Regions from separate parts of the Mus musculus genome. Here regions 1, 3 and 4 are each linked to region 2. The links are chromatin contacts, called in public HiChIP or PLAC-seq maps. All regions are on one chromosome and are shown on one strand. Each heading gives the region's core, a stretch centred on a gene start, on an enhancer-like site or on the middle of the called end of the contact. The rest is flanking DNA. Distances are from core to core; before and after follow the strand shown. Region 1 has its middle 19 kb from the start of Cald1. Region 2 overlaps Cald1 (caldesmon 1). Region 3 overlaps Bpgm (2,3-bisphosphoglycerate mutase). Region 4 overlaps Slc23a4 (solute carrier family 23 member 4).

Region 1 (2,810 bases), core at 46-2,545, 170 kb before region 2:
TGGGGTGTGGAGGTGGGGAAGGGTGGGTGCAGTGAGATCTTGTTGACATTGGCAGTACAAATCTGAGGAAGGGCAGGAGAAGTCCGGCAGATGTATAAAGGGAAAGAATATTCCAGGCAGAGTAAGATGTCATTGTAAAGGCCCGAGCAACACAGTGTGTTGTTGCACAATAGAGTTACAGTGAGGAAAAGGGGTCAGGAGCAGAAAGAGATGAAGTCTGACGCAGGGTGGGGCAAGCTGAGACTTGCAGTATTTCATTCTGAACATGATGGAGAAGCAGAGGACCGTCAGGATTCTGTTCCATTCCTGTTGCAGAAGAAGCGTTCATTGGGGCTGGGGGTTGAAGCTGAAGAAAGAAAGGATGCAAAGAGAGTAAGTTACAGCAAAATCCAGATGAGCAAGCAGGTGCATAGCAGTGAGGATGCTACAAGTAGAGGCAGGAGAGACAGAGACAGAGACATAGAAGATACTAAGAGGCCCTAACCGTCGGTTCATACACACATTTAACCACAGCTTGCACTCAGCATGAAATTTCCCCTATCTTTTGAGTTTAAAATGGGAATCATACTAAGGCAAATTCTATTGTCAGTGGTTTTTTGTTTGTTTGTTTGTTTTGTTTTGTTTTGTTTTTGGTTTGTTTTGCTGTTGCTTTTTTGTTTTGTTTTGGATCATAAAAGCATAACAGCTAGAAAGACAAGAATCCGGACGATATACAGTAATTCCATCTACATAAGTCAAGAGACTCACATGCAAAGCAATATTCAAAACTTTGAAAGGAAACATACAACACAGAGACAGAGCAGAAGAAGATGGTTGCCGGCAGTGGGTAAGGTAAGAGGAGGGTCGCTATAAGACAAAACAGTCCTAGAGCACAAGGGCTTTTTAGACAGAGAAAAATACCAAACACCATTGAGCCTTAGCAATGCATAGTAAGTCATTTGTGTAGTTTGGCACAGGCCTCTTAGAAAACAAATCTTGAGACCATTAGGTTCTGACAATGAGTGGTGGAGGGCAGGAAGCCGGACAGAGCATGCATGCTAGAGGAGGGGCATGGGTGCGATCAGATGGGTCCTTAGAGCATTAGAAATTCTATTTAAAGGTGATCCTAAACACATTTTTCTTTTTTTATTTCTTAACTTCCTGACTAGAACTTCCAAAACCATAGTCTATCCTGATATTGAGGGAAAACTGTGTGCTTTCCTCTCAGTGCCCAGTGGAATGTCACTGATCTCTTTGGAATGACAAATATCAGAAAAAGTTCTGTGGCTGCAGAAAGCAGTGTTCTGTGGTCTACCTAGGGTCAAGGTCCAATAGTCAGGGAGTTGGCAGCGATTAAAGTTTAAAATAACAAAACTCGGAGGGTGAGTTGTATTCCAGTCTTCAGTTTTTATATCAATGGCACTCACTCAGAACTGGGCACCCCTGTTTACAAAGTATGTTTGCATTTATTAATGTTTGCACTCCGTGTCAACTCTGTGAGATGGCTGGTAAGCGCTGAGAGTACTTTCTCAAGTGGCTTAACTTGCAGTGCGTATGCTTTCTGTGTTCTGAAATTCTCCAGGTTCTGAGATTAGGTTCTTAAACTCATTTCTTGCCACAACACTCGCCTACTGACTTCATGGAGATGTGTAAGGGAAAAGTAATGATAACACAGATGGCCCAGGGTCTTGTTTTAAAAGATGCTAGTAAACTAATTAAACACACAGAAAGAGATAATAAGATATATTTCTACTTTTTTAATATTTTGAAACATCTGTAAGCCGATCATTGTAGTTCCCAACTGTCTTAAAAAACAAAAAACAAAAAACACTATTTGACACAGAGCTAGGAACGTTCAAACTGACCCTCCACCCTCAGGTACCTTGCCAACAGAAGACATACGTAGTGCCCAGAGAAAGATTGCCTTATCTATTACACGGAGCCTTAGTCTAAATTCAGGATATGTCCAAAGTAAGTTTGACTGAGCTACGGGAAATCTTGAATCTTCTCATTTCACTAAGAAAATCCAGTTCCCAGTGAAACACAGTCTTTGTTTGACAGCAGAAATGGACAGGAGGAACCGCTAGACCTTCTTCTGAGCATAGCCCCAGACTTCCTGATCACTCTTACTCATGCCTGACAAATGTCCCCATTTGTATCTGACCCCAGATAGATATGCTCCAAGACATAGGACCCTGTTTCAGAGAAGGTGCAGACCAGTCTTCTTGAATCTAGCCCATCTCTAGTTCCATTTTCTTCAGGGAAGGGGAAACACATTAAAATGCTAGTTTGGAAGACTTGCTTGGAGCTCCCTACCTCATAACACCCAAAGTAAGATGGATCACCTAATCTGAGGACCATATAAAGAAGACCAAATTGTTTTTAAAATTTTAAAGTATCATTCTATGATATTTTGTGCTAGTCAGACACTGAAATATGGAGACTAATAATTATCCATATGCCTCTGTCTCCATTCCTAAGTCTGTGTGTACAGCTTGACTATCGTGTCTTGTAGAGCAGCAACACAGGCTTTGAATAGACAAGTTCAATAAAAATTTCCTGGAATGTCTCTATCCCAAAGACTGACTTAGAGATACTACTTCTAAGGACAGGTTTGTGTAGAACATCATGGAATTGAAAATTATACATAAGTACAGGATCTATAACTAGAAAATCACCCCGTGGAAATGGCGAGCAAAGAAGAGGTGGCCATTATAGAGCATTGGGAAGAGCAAGCTAACACTTCTCCAGGAGTCTGGCCATTCACCTCAGTTCCCTCTCACAAAGTAGCTCCTAGGAAGTTGGTTAATTGACCTTCAAGTGTCTACATC
Region 2 (2,824 bases), core at 137-2,636:
TTCCCTTAGGTGGCTTTGTAAGAGTCACATAAGACCCTGTATATTTACTTGAAGACTTACGTTCCTCTCGACTTTAGTAGAATGTGTGGTTTGACCGTGAGCCCTGGCTATCTGAAGGAGGGAGGAGATGCAAATACTGATGACCCGGAAACTGAATTTAGCTCTACCAGGCAGCTAAGGAGACGGCTGAACACCCTGGACTGTGTAAAGGTCCATCTGTACGACAAAGCTGTCTCAGAACCAAACTCAAATAGTGTCAGACACGGGAAGAAAGCGTGAGATCTGCAACTCAGTGGTGAAATGTGGGCAGAGGGCTTCAGTAAATACCCTCTGCTGATGTGAAAGTTCATTTAGGCCAGAGAGTGATTCACTTTTAATGGCCAAAGCATCCCACGCCTCCATCTGAGTCAGAGGAGGCTCATCCTCAGTCATCCCTCTGCCTCTTCTCAGATAAGGGAAAGTCCATGGTATCAGTCAGACACCCCAGGGAATAGCTGCTTTCCAGTCCCTTTCCCAGTGTCCCTTTCCCAGTTTGCCGAACAGCACATTCCAGGGCTCAGAACTTCCGGCTCCTTTTTTATACCAGGCTAGATAATCACCTCCAATCAGCCTTTTCAAAAGATCAATTTTAAGATCTTATCATTGTATATAGATAAACTGCGACTGAATGGATAGAGTTCTCCCTTCCCAACTAGCTGGACTGGCGTGTTATATAGGCAATTTAAAATCATTTAGCATGATTCAGACATTTTGAATAACCCTTTCCTATTATGCCCTCCCTTCATTTCTTTTCTTTCTTTCCTTCTTTCCCTTCCTTTTTTCTTTCTTTCCTTCCTCTCCTCTCTTCTCCTCTCCTCTTTCTTCCTTTCTTCCTTTTGTTTGTTCTTTCCTTTTTTCCTTTCCTTCCTTCCTTTCCTTTCTTCTTTCTTTTATCACAAAAGCAAGCAGAAACCTTTCCTGGCAGGATTAGGGATCCATACAACATAAGCAGCTAGGCCAATCGAAAGTGAACACAAACATTCCTCTGCCCTGCTAAGGGAAGCATTTCCCAAAGTCCCTCCAGTGCTTTAAAACACAAACAAATAAACAAATCCCCTGTATTCCTCCACCGCAGCTGAGCTCTGTGGCAGCCATGGAGTGCAGATGATCTCTGACTCTGAGACATAGTTAAGTTTCTGTCTCTCCTCTTCCATTACAAGCTGTCTCTTTTCAGTTCTTCTATTTGGTTTTGTTTTCTTGGCTTTTAACAAAGAGAGAGAGAGAGAGAGAGAGGGAGAGAGAGAGAGAGAGAGAGAGTCAGTCACAGGGTCTTTTGTGACTTCGAATCTAATATTCCTGTCACCCAGGCCCACATGTCCTGAACAGACAGTGTGACCATAGCATGCATGTGCATCCAGGAATTTGGTTAAAGAATGACTCAGGCGCTTTAAGCTGGAGTCTAAGCTCTCTGCTGAAGGTCTAAGTTGTCCATGAGCCAAATTTCAGGAGCAAGGAGCCAGGAGGACATGTGTGGGGTAGAGCAGGGATCCAGATGAGGATTTGGGGATCTGAAGCTCATGAAGGCCTGCAACTGACATCCAAGTCTTGCTGTTATTCTGGAACTTTGTCGTGCAGAGTAGCATGACTCAGAGACTCCCGTCTCAGGCGGGTCCATGTGTTCCCTTGGGCTCCTGAGTTCTCTCCAGCTTAAGGTCACGCCTCCTAAGTTCCCACACCCCCATATGCTCATGCTTTCTACCACTAAGTAGCCCAGCTAAACGGAGTCTCATCCAAACATCTAAGAATCTAGAGGCTGTTTAAAGTACAGCCATGTTATCTGTGAATGAAGAGACCTGCTTGCTCTTTCAACACTTGTGACCACCCAGTGACCTTTCCGCAGAGATCTTTCTTGGTGGTAACATTCCAAGATACCTAAGAGATCTAGTTCCCAGCGACTCAGAAGGCTGTGGGCTTGCCATGAATTTGCCATAGAATCTAATCCACTCTACTCTTTAAACTAAAATTTAAGGATCCCCTGGAGTCTTTTATTTATTTCTCAGGAGAAAATAACTTTCAGTCCAACGCTAGTCATCATTATTACATTAAGAATGTTTCTAAGAAAGTTTTCCCCCTGAGAATATGAGGAGACCACCCACCAAAACCCTTCCCAACAAGTAGAGTGGGAGACTCTTCTTCTCATAGACATCTAATGCTTTTACAAAGCTATTTTAAGGTTTTGTTTTGTCTTTTTTTTTTTTTTGTTTTGTTTTTTTTTTTTTTTTTTTTTGGCCAGTAAATCTGATAATACCTTTTGGGGAAATGAAAATATTTCTGACTTCAAAATAAAAGAAGTGAGTTAAAAGAAATTTACCTAAGCAGTTGCCACCATAAACTGTAAGACTTGACTCAGAATTTGTTTCATGGGTATCCTGGGAATATCTCCCCTCACCTCTATATTTGTATTCCCAGATACATATTAACCAGGGTGTGAACTCTAGGCCATGGTGTCTAGGACTCTATCCAACAGTGACAGGCCAAAATGAAACTAGACTGTCTCCTCCTGCCTTTTCAGTGACTACCAATATGTTCTAAAGGGCAAGGACAGCCACCAAGCATTCTACTCTCTACACTGCTCTACAGGGCCCAAGCCTCCTTCTCTCACTCATAATCATCCAGGGGCCAAGAGGACAATAAGATGGTGGGATGTGGAAAGTGATCACTTCATCTCACTATATCTTGATGAGATTCCCAGAGAAACTGGGTTGGTAACAGCCCTAGAATCAAACGGCCTCCTTGGTCGAAGACAAATCTGCCAGAGAGGACATGGCGGCAGCATTGCAGCTCC
Region 3 (2,735 bases), core at 50-2,549, 250 kb before region 2:
TCTTCTTCTTCTTTTTTTTTTTTTTCAGTTTTCCGAGACAGGGTTTCTCTGTATAGCCCTGGCTGTCCTGGAACTCACTTTGTAGACCAGGCTGGCCTCAAACTCAGAAATCCGTCTGCGTCTGCCTCCTGAGGGCTGGGATTAAAGGCGTGCGCCACCACGCCCAGCCTGCAAATTGACTTTCGGAAGCTACTCCTGCACGTAGAAAATAAGTTATTTAAGTTTTCCATTTTGGGTATCAATTTACTCACATGGTTTTCTCCTAAACTTTCGTTCTTTCTTATCTGAAATGCTTCCACCATTTCCAGTGGTTGCAGTGGGTTTCGAGAAGCTCCTGCATAGAGACTGGAGAATTAAAGATGCTCTAGGTATTCCGATGCTTGCCTATGGTAGGCTCGGCCCTCCAGAGGCTGGGGTAGAAAATTTCCAGTTCAAGGCAAGCCTGTGCCACATAGTTAAACGCTGAAGACACCAGGTGTAAAGTGAAGAGATGGCTTCAGAGGGACTGTGATGGAAAGAAGGTAGAGAGAGAGAAAGAACCTGGTGCCATTTCCAAGAAGGCGCTCTTGGACTTGGTTAAACGTGAACTGGAGACTGGGGTGGTGTTCTGCTAGAATGTGTGAAGCCCTGCCTTTTGATCAACAGCGCTGCATAAAACTGGGTGTGGTGGTGCAGGCGTCCTCATAGCACCCGGGGGGGCGGGGGGGGGGGTGGTGGTGGTGGAAAGAGGAGAATCGGAGATTCTGTGTCATCCTCAGCTACGAAGTGAGGCTAAGGTTAGCCTGGGCTACATGAGTCCTAATGATTTAAATAAATAAATAAACAAATCAATAAATCAAAAGCTGAGCTAGGCAGGAGGTGTGATACCTGACTACACATTTTAGCTTCTGTTTGGTGGCCCAGTGGATGGATTTTTAAGAGTATAATGCATAGCATCTTTTGCTGGTTTGGTTTGGGGCAGTGCAGCGGGGAAGTTCTGTTTACTTAGCTTTCCTAGGATGAAGCATTTAGTATATGCCAACTTTTAGTAACAAGCAATGGCTTCCCTGTGGTTTTCTTAATTTGCTATTTTAAAATGTCAGCCGCTTAGGTCTCATTGACTGATTAGTAACCAGTCTAAGCATTTTAAGAATTTGTAAGTAATTAGTTTACTCTGTGAATAGCTTGAGGCATTATTAAAATAGAATGTTAACTTCATTGGAAACTTTTTTTTTTTAAGTTCTCTTTCTGTTAGTGGCATGCTATAGTCTGGAGGCCTTTGTTTAGTGGACTCACACAGGGATGAGTCATTAAATAAAAGCAAACCTTGGGCAAGGACTTGGCCTGCTGGCTCCTGTTGCATCGAAGTCAAACCACTGAGTCCCCTGTGATGCACTCCAGCTTCCTGATGCAAACCTAGAACATGTTTCTGAGATCGCACAGGTGACCTCTAGACCTGGCCATCTGCTTCCTGGGCTTAGCTGTTTTAAGTCAGACAGACTTGCTCCTCCCTGTTTCCTGTGAGAACACTGGGACTGATGTCCAGTTAGCACGCAGCCTTTACCAGAGCTGAGCAAAAATTAAAACATTCTCTTTCACCTTCAGTGTTAGAAACAGCAGTAAACAATGCAGAAGACCAGGGTTTAAGTGCTGACTGCAAGGACAGCTCAGTTTTTATAGACTTAAAAGCCTTGAGACTTGAACAGGCCTTTTGGATCTGCTTAGTATTTTTGTTAACAGCTGTAGTGAGCTAAAACCCACATGTAACTGCCCCTGAGAGTGGTTTTTAGTGTGTAGTTAGTTGTACAAGTAACTGTAGAGGATGGTTCCAGACGTCCCTGCAGTTAACAAAAATCTGTAGGTCGATGTTCAAGTCCCGGTGTGAAGCAGGTGGTGTCTGTACATAGCTGATGCACGTTGCCTCCTACTCCTCAGATTGTCTGTGGCCTCGAACTGTGGGAATCGGTGCTCTACTCTGATGCAGGGAGTGGCAAGGGGAAAAGGTTTCGACTGGTGCAGATGCATTTGTTTCCCGACAGTTTCCATTGGTGACCGATTGAATCCGTATCTGAGGGTCCAGTGGATGTGAGTGATGTCCACGGTCCTCGATCCATCGACACAGTGTTTATAAGTAAGGACCAGAGACAATGCTGATCAAGGGGTATTAAGTCGCAGCTGTAGCAGAATAAGAAGTTCTGTTGTGTTGTTGCATACGTGGTAGGACGACAGCAGCTGAGTTATGTTCAAGATTGCTCAGAAAACTAGAAGAAAGGATTTGGAATGTTTTTATTGTAAGAAATAATGATAATAAAATATGTAAGTTATGCTTAGCTTGATTCAAATGTAGATAGATTCTTCTAATTTTTCCCCAAAGGAAACTGCTCCTCCAATGGCAATGTCTGGTTCTCCCAGCCCTGGGCAGCTGCTAATCCACTTGCGTCACTATGGGCTTCTCTGCTCTGAACATTTTCTGTTGATGGAGTCATACAATAAGTAGTCTTTTTGTGACTGGCCTTTTAAAAGCCATTTACATATTGTTGGGGACAGAACCCAAGGCCTTGTGGGCTTTATGCAAGCACTACTGAAAGCTATATTCCAGCACTTTAAAAAAAAACTTACTACAGTGTTTTCCATATCAATAACATATATCAGTGTTTCATCCCTGTTCAAATAATATTCCACCATCCTGCCCAGTCACACTCATCTGCTCACTAGTTGGCAGCAATTTCAGTGTTTCTGTATTTTGGCTATTATCT
Region 4 (2,700 bases), core at 27-2,526, 220 kb after region 2:
GAGCTTCAGTTGAGGAAATGCCTCCATGAGATCCAACTGTAAGGCATTTTCTCAATTAGTAATCAAGGGGGAAAGGCCCCTTGTGGGTGGGACCATCTCCGGGCTGGTAGTCTTGGGTTCTATAAGAGAGCAGGCTGAGCAAGCCAGGGGAGGCAAGCCAGTAAAGAACATCCCTCCATGGCCTCTGCATCAGCTCCTGCTTTCTGACCTGCTTGAGTTCCAGTCCTGACTTCCTTGGTGATGAACATCAGTATGGAAGTGTAAGCTGAATAAACCCTTTCCTCCCCAACTTGCTTCTTGGTCATGATGTTTGTGCAGGAATAGAAACCCTGACCAAGACAGTGATTAAATATGTTAAATATGTCTCTTCCACATCTTAATCTACTGAAGGAATGCAGAAAAATGTAAACACCTTGAGCAGCACCTTAAAACAAAGTTCAGATGTGACTACATCATTGATAAAGACTGTTCCTGGTCATCTGACGTGAGTGTTATCCTCCAAACTTCATAGGTGACCTCACTGATGACCTATCCCAAGTGCAAGATACATGTCCATGAGAAACAGACCAAGAGACCAGCATCTTCCTCCCTCCCTCACTTCGCCAATCTCTCTTGATTCCCTATCTCTAATGAGCTTATGTGCAGTTCTCTTAAAACCTCCAGACCTGATGTCTGACCTTCCAACATATCTATGGGAGGATCCAAGAAGTTGTGATGAGACTTGTAGATGATGCTGATGCAGCAGCCCAGGGTCCATCCTGTCTGTATCCTTCAGAATTGAGAGTCTCAGCTTATGAGACAAAAAGGGAAGGAAAAAGGGATCCTGCTGAGACTTTTAGAATTCTGAGCCACTCTCCATCACTTAATGAGAAGTTTAAAGTGCACTGAGAAGATGAGAATACTGGAAGCTGTCCATGATGAAGAAAGGAAACCTGGGGCAATCAAGATGACACAGCAAGTAAGGGCACCGGTGGCCAAGCCTGATACCTGAGTTATAACCCTGGAACCTGCATGGTGGAAGGAAATAACTGTCTCCTGTGCGTTGTCCATGATGTATGCTGTACCTCCTCTGATAAATAAGTGTAATTTTTAAATATAAAAGATGAAGGGAACATTTTGTCCCAGGAACTATAAGCTCAATGACTTTACCGTAGAAGGAGAAGTAAACAAAACAGGAGACTGCCAGCTTCTGACCTGGAAGCTAACAGACAGCAACTAAGCATCCCAAACAGGGCTCAGGACCCATTTGCAAAATGAAACTGAAAGTTTCAAGCGATCGAGAAGTTGCCGTCAACACCCAAGTGTTCCAGACTGGAAGAGCAAGGAACACCATGTTGACATGTCACTGTGACTCACAGTCTGTGACTTTGGCCTGTGCAGAATCTTACAGCAAGAAAGTAAAGGATTCCTTGGTCTGAAGACTTAGTGAAGACTTTCTTTAGGAAGCAAGTGAAACAGTGTAGGTGGCCACAAAATACAGAAGAGGAAACACTCCTAAATGACTTTGGGATAATCTTTTAAAAGAATAAAACTCTAGTAGAAAACAAATGATGGTTTGCATAGATGCGACAGATATACAATACATCCCTTGAAAGAAGAATTTGACATTACAAAGTTGCCAGATATCCCAGATTCATCTTTTGAGGTAATGCAAATGCTACCAGCATTCCAAAATGTTCCATTTCACTCAGCAAAATGCTTTGAAAATTAATCTGGAATAATGAAAAAAAAAGCTAGAATAATTTAAAGGAAAGTACAATAACCATTCAAATGCAGCTGTCCATGATGAATAATTTAGAAATAGTTCTAAAAGAAAACATAATGAGGAAAAACAAACTCAACCAAAAAAAGGATGCAACAAAGTTATCAATTTTAAAACAGAGAGAAACAGGATTGAGAGATGGCTCAGTCTTTAAAAATGTTTGCCGCACATGTAGGAGGAGAGGAGTTTGGCGTCCAGCAGACATATAAAAACTTGGATTGTCCCACACAACCCTGTAACTCCTGCAGTTTGGTGAGCAGGGACAGGAACATTGTAAGACTTGTTGGCTGCCACCCTAGGTGAAATAACACACCTCCAGGTTCAAGAAGAGACCTTGCTACAAAGGGACAAAGCAGAGGGACAGAGGACACCTGGCACCTCCCTCGAGTTTCTGTTTGAGTTATGTGTGGTCAAGGAAACACATGTACATACACCACACAGACAGACAGACAGACAGACAGACAGACAGACAGACACACACACACACACACACACACACACACACACACTTATGTAGTTTCTTCTGAAATTAAAGCCTTCCATTTTGAAGGGAAACTTAAGAAAGGATGCTTGTAGGGAAGAAAAACAGGATGTTCTAAGGAGGGGTGACATATTTCAAGGAATCTCATTAAGACAGGAAGTACACAACTCAAAATAGCTTCAGGGAGTTCCTGAAACTGATCAGATCCACTAGGACACACCCTCCCTTCCCAGATGTATATAAACTGTAAAGACTGCTGAGGGTCATTGTCAAATAAGCCAAGCTACAAAGAAGACTCCCAAACAAGCCCATCTGCTGGAAGAAGCTGAGACTCAGTGGGATTGCCTGGAGGAAACAAAGACCTGTTGAGCTGCCTGCACTGTGCTTCAGGTTCCCAACTTTGGTGAACTGTCACTCACGCTGGCATGGGCTTTGGTGACACAGTTGTCTTGGAGTC

What was found. HiChIP or PLAC-seq counts read pairs in DNA pulled down with a chosen protein or histone mark.
Region 1: a contact with region 2 is called in an HNF4G HiChIP or PLAC-seq map of pancreatic cancer cells. The contact joins two enhancer-like sites. A contact is called at or near these places in 6 of 39 promoter capture datasets (the HPC-7 cell line, cranial neural crest, embryonic stem cells and 3 more), 2 of 15 datasets of contacts at CTCF or cohesin (CD8 T cells and the NIH/3T3 cell line), 3 of 484 Hi-C or Micro-C datasets (bone marrow-derived macrophages, long-term hematopoietic stem cells and pancreatic cancer cells), 2 of 115 datasets of contacts at active chromatin or transcription factors (embryonic stem cells and pancreatic cancer cells) and 3 of 9 other capture datasets (adipose tissue, liver and pancreatic islet).
Region 3: a contact with region 2 is called in an HNF4G HiChIP or PLAC-seq map of pancreatic cancer cells. The contact joins two enhancer-like sites. A contact is called at or near these places in 5 of 39 promoter capture datasets (the C10 cell line, cranial neural crest, frontonasal cranial neural crest and 2 more), 2 of 15 datasets of contacts at CTCF or cohesin (the NIH/3T3 cell line and large pre-B cells), 15 of 484 Hi-C or Micro-C datasets (B cells, B-cell progenitors, the C10 cell line and 12 more), 14 of 115 datasets of contacts at active chromatin or transcription factors (SST interneurons, T-cell acute lymphoblastic leukemia, cardiomyocytes and 10 more) and 1 of 9 other capture datasets (embryonic stem cells).
Region 4: a FOXA1 HiChIP or PLAC-seq map of pancreatic cancer cells shows a contact between it and region 2. The contact joins two enhancer-like sites. A contact is called at or near these places in 3 of 39 promoter capture datasets (cranial neural crest, frontonasal cranial neural crest and maxillary cranial neural crest), 1 of 115 datasets of contacts at active chromatin or transcription factors (pancreatic cancer cells) and 1 of 9 other capture datasets (liver).

The regions. Positions count from the first base shown.
Region 1 is chr6:34,578,421-34,581,230 of GRCm38.p6, forward strand. No RefSeq gene overlaps it. Among named protein-coding and RNA genes, the nearest start is that of Cald1, 19 kb to the right of the region's middle. Within about 2 kb of position 1,296, at least 17 of the 459 cell types and tissues checked have an H3K27ac peak or open chromatin away from gene starts, as enhancers often do. A contact at or near this core is called in pancreatic cancer cells, where this site is marked.
Region 2 is chr6:34,749,310-34,752,133 of GRCm38.p6, forward strand. The region is part of intron 5 of Cald1 (caldesmon 1); the gene reads left to right. Among named protein-coding and RNA genes, the nearest start is that of Gm38787, 18 kb to the left of the region's middle. Within about 2 kb of position 1,387, at least 70 of the 459 cell types and tissues checked have an H3K27ac peak or open chromatin away from gene starts, as enhancers often do. A contact at or near this core is called in the NIH/3T3 cell line, a colorectal cancer cell line, pancreatic cancer cells and 1 more, where this site is marked.
Region 3 is chr6:34,497,047-34,499,781 of GRCm38.p6, forward strand. The region is part of intron 2 of Bpgm (2,3-bisphosphoglycerate mutase); the gene reads left to right. Among named protein-coding and RNA genes, the nearest start is that of Gm52898, 13 kb to the right of the region's middle. Within about 2 kb of position 1,300, at least 70 of the 459 cell types and tissues checked have an H3K27ac peak or open chromatin away from gene starts, as enhancers often do. A contact at or near this core is called in the NIH/3T3 cell line, a colorectal cancer cell line, pancreatic cancer cells and 1 more, where this site is marked.
Region 4 is chr6:34,965,050-34,967,749 of GRCm38.p6, forward strand. All of the region lies in intron 2 of Slc23a4 (solute carrier family 23 member 4), which reads right to left. Among named protein-coding and RNA genes, the nearest start is that of Slc23a4, 12 kb to the right of the region's middle. Within about 2 kb of position 1,277, at least 38 of the 459 cell types and tissues checked have an H3K27ac peak or open chromatin away from gene starts, as enhancers often do. A contact at or near this core is called in pancreatic cancer cells, where this site is marked.